Linked DNA regions of Mus musculus: regions 1 and 3 are each linked to region 2. A link is a contact called in public HiCAR-type and HiChIP or PLAC-seq data. All regions are on one chromosome and are shown on one strand. Each heading gives the region's core, a stretch centred on a gene start, on an enhancer-like site or on the middle of the called end of the contact. The rest is flanking DNA. Distances are from core to core; before and after follow the strand shown.

Region 1 (3,832 bases), core at 1,075-3,574, 2.8 Mb before region 2:
TTCTGCCTCTGTGCCTCATGGATGCCATCCCTGTACTTGGAAGAGTGTCTGCAGAAGGTAAAGGGATGGCTTGCCTGCTGCATCAGAGCAGCAGCAAGAAGCACTGTTCATCAGGCCTCAGAAGAGAAAGCACATACAGAGACATGGACCTGAAACCCCCATGCTGAGGGGTTTCCTGTGGTCTGCTTCAAGGAGGCAGGACCAATGAAATCAGAATTCATCATGTTTTTGTGAGTCTTCAAATGGAACTGGACCTCTAGCCAAAGCATTCTTTGTATATATAGCCAATAAGCACGTTAGCATTTAACAGACACTGATTAGAAATTAGTTACTTATGGGCAGTGGTGGCGCACTTGGGAGGCAGAGGCAGGTGGATTTCTGAGTTCGAGGCCAGCCTGGTCTACAGAGTGAGTTCCAGGACAGCCAGGGCTACACAGAGAAACCTTGTCTTGGAAAACCAAAAACCAAAAACCAAAACCAAAAAAAAAAAAAAAAAAAAAAAAAAGAAATTAGTTACTTAACTTCCAGGAAACCAGGAGATGAATAACTAAAAAAACCAAAATACCCAAAAACTGAGTTGGGGAGATGGCTCAGTTGGTTAAGTCTGAGTAAGATCCTCATGTAAAAAGCCAAGGATGCTTCATTTGTAACCCTAACGCTGGGTGGAGGGAGGAGAGGCAGTTTCCTGAAGCTCCCTGGCCAGCCTGAACTGATGAAGCCATTCAGCATCAGCCTCTGCCCCCACACCTACACACATACAAAAAGCAGTGTGCGCTGAGTAACCAAAATAAAGCAAATCCTAGTATTTTACAACGAATATTTAACTGATAGTAAATGCAAAATGAAAATGAAATGAGGGATAATATGCCATAGAATACCATAGAAATATTAAACCCTGACTTGAAGGAACCAAGTGGTAGCTGATATAAATATGATCAAAGTCAGCTGGTTAGATTAGCTGCAAGCAGCTCCATCAGTTGACCCATCCATCCCAAAATGGGCCGATCAGACCACTGTATACAAGGGGATGACTAAGGCTAAGACTATATACAAGGGGATGTAACTCTAATTATGAACAGAAACTGACTTTGTTTTTGTTTTCGAGACAGATTTTCTCTGTGTAGCCCTTGCTGACCTGGAATTTACAGATATCTATCAGCCTCTGCCTCCCAAGTGCTGGGATTAAAGGCATGCACCACGGCCACCTGGATTTATCTTTTTACTTCTTTTTCTCTTTGTTTCATACCACTGCTTAGATTTTTCTTCTCTTTTCCTCTTCTTTCCTTTTCTTCATTTTTCTTTCTTCCTTTTTTAATTAAAAAGAAAAGTCTAGGCCTCTCGCAAAAACCAAAACAAAATAAAGATGATCTTGATAAAAAGCTCCTTAAGACTACAATCCTTAGCCGGGCGTGGTGGTGCACGCCTTTAATCCCAGCATTCGGGAGGCAGAGGCAGGCGGATTTCTGAGTTCGAGGCCAGCCTGGTCTACAGAGTGAGTTCCAGGACAGCCAGAGCTACACAAAGAAACCCTGTCTTGGAAAAAAAAAAAAAAAAGACTACAATCGTCAAATGTGATGTGGGCTTTACGAACAACTTCCAGGTGAGTGTGTGCCATCACAGACTGGGCTGAAGAACAGTGGAAAGACTGCAAGACATCACCACGTGGTGACCTTTCACTGGTTTGGTTCTTGCCCGACCTGGATTCAAGGCCCTGGGTTCAAGCTCAAATCTATAACAAAATGGTAGGTTAGGTAAGGTTATAACAGTGAACTGATTTGTTTCTAATTCAGACTTAGAATAAGCAGGTTTCTCCTGTCCACGGGCTTCTGTACCTGTAAAAGTAAAGGCAAATACAGAAGGCATGTTAGAGTTGTTGAGAGGATAAATAATGACACTATAACGCATACAGTAAGCACTTCCCAAGTAAACAATTAGTGATTGCTATTATTGACATTTCCCTTTGCTCTATTCATATGCATTTAGTGCTAAGGAAGCAGAGTAGGTACTTAACTACTTTGATGCCAACACTAATGCTTTACATCTCCAGTGATAATACAGAGCCATGCACACCAGCGGGCCACTTGGCATCAGGCAGGCCTGATATAAGTGGCTTCCTGTGGCCACGTGGCACTCGCTCTTGGTCTTCCCTACCTGTCATTCTTCTTAGCCTGCAGGCACTAGCGGCTCTACTCACTAGTCAGGTCTTCCTAACCTGCGGGCCTTAGCTGTTCGTGCTCGCCGCTGCCGCGCGGGGGCGCCGGTGAGCAGAGCGGCTGGGTGTCGTGAAAACGTCGTGAAAGCTGACTCCCTTGGCGGTTCAGGCCACCTGTATAAGCGGAAAGTGCCAGAGTGTAGAAATTAGTATGGAGCTGTCCATACGGCCTCGGCACCGCTCGACTTCTCTAGAGAAGCTGGCAGCCGGTGCCAGGGGCGTCTGAGTTCTCGACTCTTGGACTCCGTGGAGGCCACACGGCCATGTTGGCTTGGCGCGTGGCGCGCGGCGCGTGGGGCCCTCTTCGCGTGGCCCTCCGGCCTCCGGGGGCGCGGCTCGGCAGGGGCGGCTCCCGCAGGGCCCTGCTGCCGCCCGCGGCCTGCTGCCTCGGCTGCCTGGCTGAGCGCTGGCGGCTGCGGCCGGCCGCGTTCGCCTTGCGGCTGCCCGGCGCCGGCCCGCGGACCCACTGCTCGGGCGCGGGGAAGGCAGCCCCGGAGCCCGCCGCCGGAGGAGGAGGTGCCGCCGCGCAGGCCCCCAGCGCCCGATGGGTCCCGGCGAGCGCCGCCAGCTCGGTACGTGCGAGGGAGGGTCGGCGGGACGCAGGTGACGGGCTCGGCGCTCTGTCGCGACACTCACCCGGTGTTCTGGGAAGTTACGGGCAGCCAGGGCGTTCGATCTTGGTGAACTTCAGGGGTCCCCCGCCGGGTACAGTCTCTGGCCAAGTTGAAACCCACTGTAATCCCCTTGTGTGCACACCCGTTGCTGGGAGGTGTGTCTACACGTTGCATAGGTAAAAACAACCATCGCTCGTCTAGTTAATCTGTTTTTAATTTTTTGAAGTGAATCTTCAGGGTTAAGTTCGGCGGAACCATAAGAACGGCCCTTCTGTCCGTTTGTGCAGATTACATCATCCTTTGGTCTTTAGCAGTATCACGGAGGATAATTATCTGGCTTAGGTTGTAATGAAAAGATCTTTCAACTTTGTATTATAGAAAGCTTCAGACTATTCTTGACGTAACAGAAGGATTTGTTCACCTTGCCTGGTAAGATAACTTCCCAAGCAGGTGACACCAGAGCATGAGTGTGGCCCAGCTTTTGATGTCATGTTAGCAAGTCCATGCAATTATTACATCTTCAATTGTTAGGTCTTCAGCGGCCACTGTACTGCCCTGCTCTCCTCAGTTACACAGCATGGGCTGAGGTGGCCACACCCCGGCAGGGGTCACAGCTTCAGGCCTAGCTTTAAAACTCTTGGAGATTGAACGCCGCCGGATGCTTTGAAGTTGCCCTCAACCTGGCTGAAGCCCTTCCCAGCACAGTTGGCCGAGTATGCCACAGGTTATCTGGTTGGGTAATTTGAGATTAAGCTTTGTCGACTTTCACAAATGTCCAAATGTAATAACTAGATATTAATGAGCTTTTTGTAGGGTTTTGTTTTTCGAGACAGCTCTTCTCTGTGTAACAGCCCTGGCTGTCCTGGAACTTGATCCGCTGGCCTCGAACTCATGAGATTCACCTGCCGCAGCCTCCCGAGTGCTGAGGTCAAAGGCCTGCACCACCACCATGCCAGCCGGTGAACATTTTTTTGTGGGGCACAGGCTCACTTACTGGCCTGGTAGC
Region 2 (3,574 bases), core at 654-3,153:
ATAGCTTCTAGCTCCCCTTTCTGGGGATAATATTTGAGGCACATAAGACATACAAGAGAAGGCCTGAAGGACTGGTTTGAGTTTAGCTATACTATTTATTGGCTGCTCAACCTGGGGCAAATTCCTTACCCTTTCTGAGCCACAGCTTTCTCACATGCAGGGAAAGCAGGCCTAAAATACTACCCCAAGCCCTCAGCTTACAAGCAGCAATATCAGAATGAGTTGTTAGAGATGGAGAACATATGATTTTACTTCTGTCTTGTCTAATGAAAATCTGCATTTTAAAAAGCCTTTCAGGCAGTTCATGTGCCCGGTTTGCGGCACTCTCAAAAGCAGTCTTAACACACTGGCATGAAGACCCTGACCAGTGCAGTATCAGCTTTCTCTGGCATCTTTATTCTCTTTTTAACCTTGGTGGAAAAGCTGATCTGGCTTAGTGAATGTTTCTGTAGGTTTTGTCACAGACAGGCAGGCAGACACTGCAGAAAAACCTTTTTCAAGGCTAACTTAAATCTGAAGCTTTGTGTTTGGCTAGAGAGTGGTCAGTAGCTCTCAGTCCATCTCCCTTAAATTGGTAAATTATTTTTTTCTTTCTCGTTTTGAGACAGGGTTCAGGTTGGTCTTGAACCGACTGTATAGTTTAGGCTGCTCTGTAAACTAACTGGGATTACAGGCATGTACCATCACACATCACACTAGTTGATCAACTTTTGGTGGTTATTTTCTTTCTATCCATGCTGAAACGGCCAGAATGAACGAAGGGTGCGACACTTTGGGGTTTTCAACTGCTGTATCCACGGTGCCTGGACTGTTCCTTTGTGCCTACACTTCTGCCCTCTTCTCCATTTTTTTTTTAAGCTAACCTCTAAACCGACCCCTTTCCTCTTGACCCGCCAGCCCAGTTCAGGCAGCTGAGCATGCCCAGTTCAGCCGCCAGCATGGGCCCCAGTCCCCAGTGCGCAGGTGCCACGTCTCCGGGTTTTGGTGGCCGCCGCCAGGCAGGAGAGGGAGGAAGCCGAGTGGCCTCGGTAGGAGGAAGCCCTCGGGGAGTTCCGGAGCGGCTCCAGTGTAGGGTCTCCACAAAGGGTGACGCTGGATGCACATGGCCAGGCCGCCTCAGCAGGACTTCGGGCACCCGGGTGTCGGTTCAAAGGACAAGGAGAGCTGGCCACAGCGATCCCCAGCATCCCTGGAACCGAAGTCTGGGGGGGGGGGGTGGAGTGGGGTGCACGTCTCAGGATCACTTGGGGGAAGACTTTGGAAATCACTTTCTGGCTCAGTGTGAGCCCGTTGTAGTACTTCCTCCGGCAGATTGTTTTTCGGGCTGAATGAATAAAATCCCTGTCTCACAGTGCCTGCTGCAGTGTACAAGCTCTCCGTGTTTGTTCAATGTAACATAGACGAAAGCGCAGTTCCCGCTCCCCGCTCCCGGTTCTGGCTGGCTCGCACCCCCTCCTCCCGGGCCGGGCACCCGCTGAGTCCGTGGCCAGCGGCGCGTGGTGTCCCGCTGCTGGCTCAGCTCAGTCCCCACGGGCGCGCGCCCAGACCCTGCACCGGGAAGGCGGCGGCGGCGACCCCGGGACAGCCAACCCCCACCCCGGCCGGCCCGCGCGGCCCCGGTCCACCCCCAGCCCCGCCGGGCGCCGCACTGGGCATGCTCCGTAGCCCGGCAGGTTGGGGCTGCGAGGCGACGGCTTGGGCTCCAGAGGCAGCGTCGCGGCCGGGAGTAGGGGCGGCGGGCCCGGGGCCGCACGGGGCCCGGCTCGGCGGGAGCGGCGGGCGGGCGGCGCCCTGGGCAGCGGGCGGCCGAGGTGAGCGCAGCGGGGAGGCGCTGGCCGGTGGGGGGCGGAGGCGGCGGAGGGCGGGGCGGCGCCGGAGGGGCTCGGCGGCCGCGGCGGCGGGGAGGGGGTGGCGGCGCGCGAGCGGCTCAGGAGCCGCGCCGCAAACAGGCTCTCACACGCGCGCACACACACACACACACACACACACACACACACAGACACTCACACGCGCGCGCGCGAACACAGCGGGGCTCCCGGAGGCGGCGGTGGCCGCATCCCCGGCAGCGACTCGCCTGGAAGTGACAGGTAGGAGAAGGCGCTTTGGGTCCCGCCCGGGGATGCTCCCGCCGCTCCCAGCCCGCCGGGCTACTCGGCTTCCCGCGGGTGCGTCCCGGACGCGCGCGCGCGCCCCCGGTTGCCCTGCCGGGGACCCGGTGCAGGTGCGGGGTGCGAGGCGTCCTGCGCGGGAGGCAGGGGACCCCGCCGCCACCCGCCTCTCCGGCAATCATCTGCTACTGGGTTTCCTCTGCCTACCCGGACGTTCACCCTCTTCTGCGCTAGAAATAGCTCGGCTCGACGTGTATATGATTATTTTGGTTGGAAATAGTTGGCACTGTGCAACGCATGTAAATGTGTGTGCGTGTGCATCTTCAGCGTCTTCTGGGGACAGCTTACGAATGATAGACCGTTTCCAGTTGACACTGACAGGCTAAGCGCTCCTTCAGGACAGTATCTGGGCCTCCTAAAAGCATGTAAAAGAACATTGCTTTATTTTCAGAAGTTTAAAGTTGTTTTTTCTTAGTCAATTAGAAATTGTCTATATTGTACAATTTTTGAGTTTAGACTCAGTAAACTACTGAATCTAAGTGTGAAAACACAGAATTTTCCAATTGAACAACTCTAGAGTTATAAAGCCAGCATTTCTAGAAAGGCAAATGTCTTATATTCCACAAATATGCATGCATTTGAGATATGACTTTAAAAAAATAACCCTAAACTTCTATAGTGCTTCTTCCTATTTCTCTAAAGCAAGGGGCTTGAGATTTAATTTGGGGCAAAACATTCATGGACAGTCGCCATCTTTTGAAGTAGAAGTGGGATGCATAGTGGTCCATAAATTTAAATTATCCATTGGTGGAGATAATGTGTTGAATAAACATGGCTAGCAGTAAAGTCCATGCACAGGCAGGTGTATAATGCTTTGAAAAAAATTGAATTTCTCTTTTAAGGAAAAATCAGACCATAAAATAAAGATGACCAGGAAGAGCAACCAGTGACTTTTTACCTGGGTGGACTCCCAGGATCTCAGAAAGTGAAGAACTACTCTTTAGGGTAGGAAGATGTGTGTGTGTGTGTGTGTGTGTGTGTAAAATTTCAACTTAATCCTTTTAGTATTTTTAAGACTGATGTTTTTAAAGATGTGTTTGAACTGAGAACCGAATATTTTGAACCCTTCAAACTTTAATATCCTAAGTTGCAGAGTGATACAGAGGATGAGAAATTCCTCTCACTAGGATTTTGTGGTGTAATCCCTGACTGACTGTGTTATGTAATCTCGAATTTTTCCCCCACAGAACAGTCTTGCATAGTTTTCAACTGGTGTATTGATCTATTATATCATCTATTTTTTTTTTTTACACTGTAGACATTTAATACATGACTGGTGTCTTGGGGAGAACCTCGTGTAAGAAAAAATTACTTTTAAAATGGAATTTCACTTTCTGAGCGTTTTTATGTTGGTGAAACTGGTTTGACAGAAGGAGTGCATCTTCACATGTAACAGTGTGCTGCAG
Region 3 (3,684 bases), core at 419-2,918, 2.7 Mb before region 2:
AGAAAACTCTTAACACGCGAATGAATTCTAGCTTTTTAACAACACCTATCATTTCTACAAACAGATCAGCAGTGAAGAGACAATAAAAACAGCCTCTTCAGGGCCAACTCGACACGGAAGAGCCTTGCAATGTCCAAAATGCTATTTCTTTTCTCTCTTCTTTTCTTTTCTTTTCTTTTCTTTTCTTTTCTTTTCTTTTCTTTTCTTTCTTTCTTTCTTTTTTTTTTTTTTTGAGGCTGAGTTTCAAATAATGTTTTGCACATAAAAAGCTAACTTTATTTTTTTAAAAAAGATGATTTAGTTTTGCTCATTTTTCTGGGCCTTCAGGGTCAATTTTAAAACAAAGGACACAGGGTCCTTAGTTTTCCTGATTGGAGTGATTAACCCATTTGTATAGAAAATGGACAGATCCCTTACAACGAAAATTCCTCCTAAAATGAAGACGAGCTGGTTTTCCCACATTCCTTTCCTATCTCTCTGCGCCTTCAGTTTGGCCTGAGGTTCTCATCCTCAACAACAAGTTGTTACTTGTGGAGCAAACTTCAGCTGGGTGGAAGCTCACCCATGGAGACCGAAATAGGAGGCAACAAGGCACCTTGGATTTACCTTCCCTGGTGAAGGTCGCTCCGCCCCGGTTCAAAGAGAATGCGGGGAAGAAAAAAGAAAAAAAAGTCCGGAATATAACACGGACGCTCGGTTTGGCAGGGTGTCGCAGGGTTCTAGGTGCCCAGTCACCTGTCCTTTGCCCATTAATGAAAGCAGCCCGCGCCGACCGAAAGCGTTCCTGTGCACGATCAGATTCCTGGGCCCGAGGTGATCACCTCCAGACAAAATTATTTCAATTCAACAACCGTTTAACTGCACAGAGCTGCAGAAAAGAAGGGGGCAGAGGTCCCAAGTCTTCGCGGTGAGAGTTCCAGCCTGGCTAATCCCAATCCTCAGCGGGAGAGCTCACCTGCTATGGAGCCTGCCGCGTCCAGTCTGCAGCTCGCACGTGGACAGCTGCGTCCCCAGAGGCCGCCTTGGGCGAGCAGGGGTCTCGCGGGACCGCACCAAGGTACAGCGGGTCCAGTGATGTTGCGGGGACCTCGCGACAGCCAGTAGAGCTGCTGGAGTCCTCCTCCCAGCACCCAAGCACGGTCCGAGTCCCGGGGCCACAGCTTGGCGGCGCAGGCTAGCGCGGCGGGCAGGTGGGGGCACGTCCAGCCCAGCCTGCTAGGTCTTGCTCTCGCTCCGAGTAGGAGAAGGCTGCAGATACAATAAGGGTTGAAGGGAGCCGCAGGGCTGCTCCAGACAGGAGCCAAGCAGCCTGGAACACACTCCTCCCCTCCCGCCTCCACTTTTGTATGGCCTTTCCTGGACGCCGCCAACGTTCTGGGTACCCTGAAGCCCTGGTACTGGCCCAGGACCCAAGGCCCAGCCTTTTTCTCTGCCTCTTAGGTAAATTCGTCACTGATACCCGGGGCCAGGGAGAATCCCTTCCTGTCTGCAACTGTCTATCTATGCAGAGTTCTGGAGCAAGCCTGACCAGACAGGTGGCATGCACAGAGGCGATTCACCTCTGAGTAAAAGGGTGATGTCAGTCCTCCAAAAAAGGTGAGGTCTGGCAGGAGGAAGCCCCCTCTGATCAGACTGAGCTCCAAGCCAAAGGCTGGACCACTCCTAGAGTGGCTCACCGCAGGCAGTCATCTGTTATTTTCCTGTTAGATTCTCCAGACAGCTGCCCGCCCAGGAAGTGTGGGAGACTTTGGGTAATTCCCCCCCTCCCCCTGTACAGCGTACATTAGGTTGAAAGCTTACTGTGCCAGGCCTGGGGCAGGGCCCTGGGGATACGGTGGTTAAGAAAACAATAGTTCTTTAACTGGAAATAAGTAGAAGGCTGGGTGGCAGCCGCTCCTTGGGAAACTTTATGCATCATGCCGCATCAATGGTACGCAGTATGTGTACCAATGAGGTGACTCTGCCGTTAACTTCTTAAATCGAAAATATCCCGAAATTTATAGCCAAATCTTTGTTGTTGTTGTTGTTGTTATTCGAACATCACAATATTTAGGAACTGTTTTGGCTTGCAAGTATTTTACATTTGAATTAAAAGTTCGGTGGTATAGAGCTTTCCAGGACACACACCACTCTACATTCTAGCCCCAATCCCTAAATAAATAGACATCATTTGAACTTTATTAACAATTGCAGGGTCTTAAGGGCAGAGGGCTAGGTTCCGTGGCAGAGCACCTGTCCCTGAGTTCCTTCCTCGGCATGCACAGAAGAAATTTTACTAATAAAATCATTAAGAATTTAGGGTAAATACTGCCAGTTTTATGTCAATTTGACAGCAAGCTAGAGTCATCGGAGGAGGTGACGTTAATGAGATTGCCTCTGTAAGATCTGGCTGTAGGCAAACCTGTAGAGCATTTCCTTAAGTAGTGATTGATGTGGGACACCCCAGCCCGTTGTGTGTGGGGCCACCCCGGGGCTAATAGTCCCGGGTTCTACAAGAAGACAGGATGAGCCTCCCTGCTTTAGGTTTCTGCCCAAGAGTGGGGGTGGGGTGATAGGATGGAGTGTTGGGGTAGTGGCCAGGTGAGGTGCTGGGAGGTAATGTAGTGTTCCTGACCTGACGTTCTCCGATTATGAACGTAGATATGGAAGTGTAAGCAAAATAACCCCTTTCCTCCCCAACTTGCTTTTGATAATGGTGTTTCATCACAGCAACCGTGGCCCTAACTAAAACAGAGGAAGTTTCTTAGTACAGTTAGCCATAGGGATGGGGCTGTCACCTGACTCTGCTTTTCCCAGGTCAATCTGCTTTGACTTTGGGCAGCCGGCATTCCTTTCCTGACCTGCTTTCTGAGAACTCTGCTCCTGGGCAATCAGACCTGAGCCTGTACAGGTTCAAGGTCTGCAGTGTGACCTTAGAAGATTAATGGCTCTTTTACTACCTGTGCAGGTTTCCCATCCCACCGAAAATTGCAATAAACCTATACTAAAGAAAATTGTATTAAAGAATCCCTTTGGATTGCACTAAAGAATTCAGCAACTTTTAGGTGTCCTCCTTGCTGTTATTTTAAAAATTTATACAGATGCTCCTCGACTTTGATAGGATCACATCTCCAAAAGCTCATTGTAAGTTGACAGAATCTTGAAGTAGAAATGAATTTAATACTCAGTCTTCAAATATGGTTGGTAGCAAGGTTTACCAGAGAATAGTGGTTTTTTTCCTCCCTCATGAGAGGGTGGCTGGCTGGCTGCTGTCCCCAGCAACAAGGGAATATGTTCCGGCTCCCAATCTTAAAGCAATGCTTATTGCATCTGAACCTTGAGTTTTCAACCATGATTACAAAAACAAAACAAAAACAAAAACAAAAACCAGCCACCATTCTCAGAAGGGTTTTGCAGTTATTGCAGTTCATTTAAACAGAATATAATATATGTATTATTCTGTGTCTGTCTTGTTTGGTTAAATATATTTGTGATTTTCTTCCATAACATGTATCCTAGACTTGTGATATAAAATTTTACTTATCACTTGGTTATTTTAAGTTTTCTGAAATGGGTAGAGATCATGAGTACAAGATGGATTAGAAAGTGCATTCTAGACTTTAACATTTCACACCCTTCCACACACCCATGTACACATACACACACCCACATATATACAAACATACCTATGCCCATGTACACATA

The links. HiCAR-type assays count read pairs that join an accessible place to other places. HiChIP or PLAC-seq counts read pairs in DNA pulled down with a chosen protein or histone mark.
Region 1: a contact with region 2 is called in an H3K4me3 HiChIP or PLAC-seq map of stem cell-derived neural progenitor cells, with 8 times the contacts expected there. The contact joins the promoter of Crls1 here to the promoter of Plcb4 in region 2. A contact is called at or near these places in 2 of 115 datasets of contacts at active chromatin or transcription factors (astrocytes and stem cell-derived neural progenitor cells).
Region 3: a contact with region 2 is called in a HiCAR-type map of astrocytes, with 7 times the contacts expected there. The contact joins the promoter of Fermt1 here to the promoter of Plcb4 in region 2. A contact is called at or near these places in 2 of 115 datasets of contacts at active chromatin or transcription factors (astrocytes and embryonic stem cells).

Annotation. Positions count from the first base shown.
Region 1 is chr2:132,844,342-132,848,173 of GRCm38.p6, forward strand. It overlaps Crls1 (cardiolipin synthase 1), which reads left to right and starts at 2,325. Exons shown (of 7, transcript NM_001024385.1): 1 at 2,325-2,784. The coding sequence starts at 2,476.
Region 2 is chr2:135,657,644-135,661,217 of GRCm38.p6, forward strand. Plcb4 (phospholipase C, beta 4) reads left to right here and starts at 1,904. Exons shown (of 39, transcript NM_001355153.1): 1 at 1,904-2,087.
Region 3 is chr2:132,944,368-132,948,051 of GRCm38.p6, forward strand. Fermt1 (fermitin family member 1) reads right to left here and starts at 1,669. Exons shown (of 15, transcript NM_198029.2): 1 at 956-1,669. It overlaps Gm14102 (a long non-coding RNA gene), which reads left to right and starts at 1,385. Exons shown (of 3, transcript XR_001783483.1): 1 at 1,385-1,440.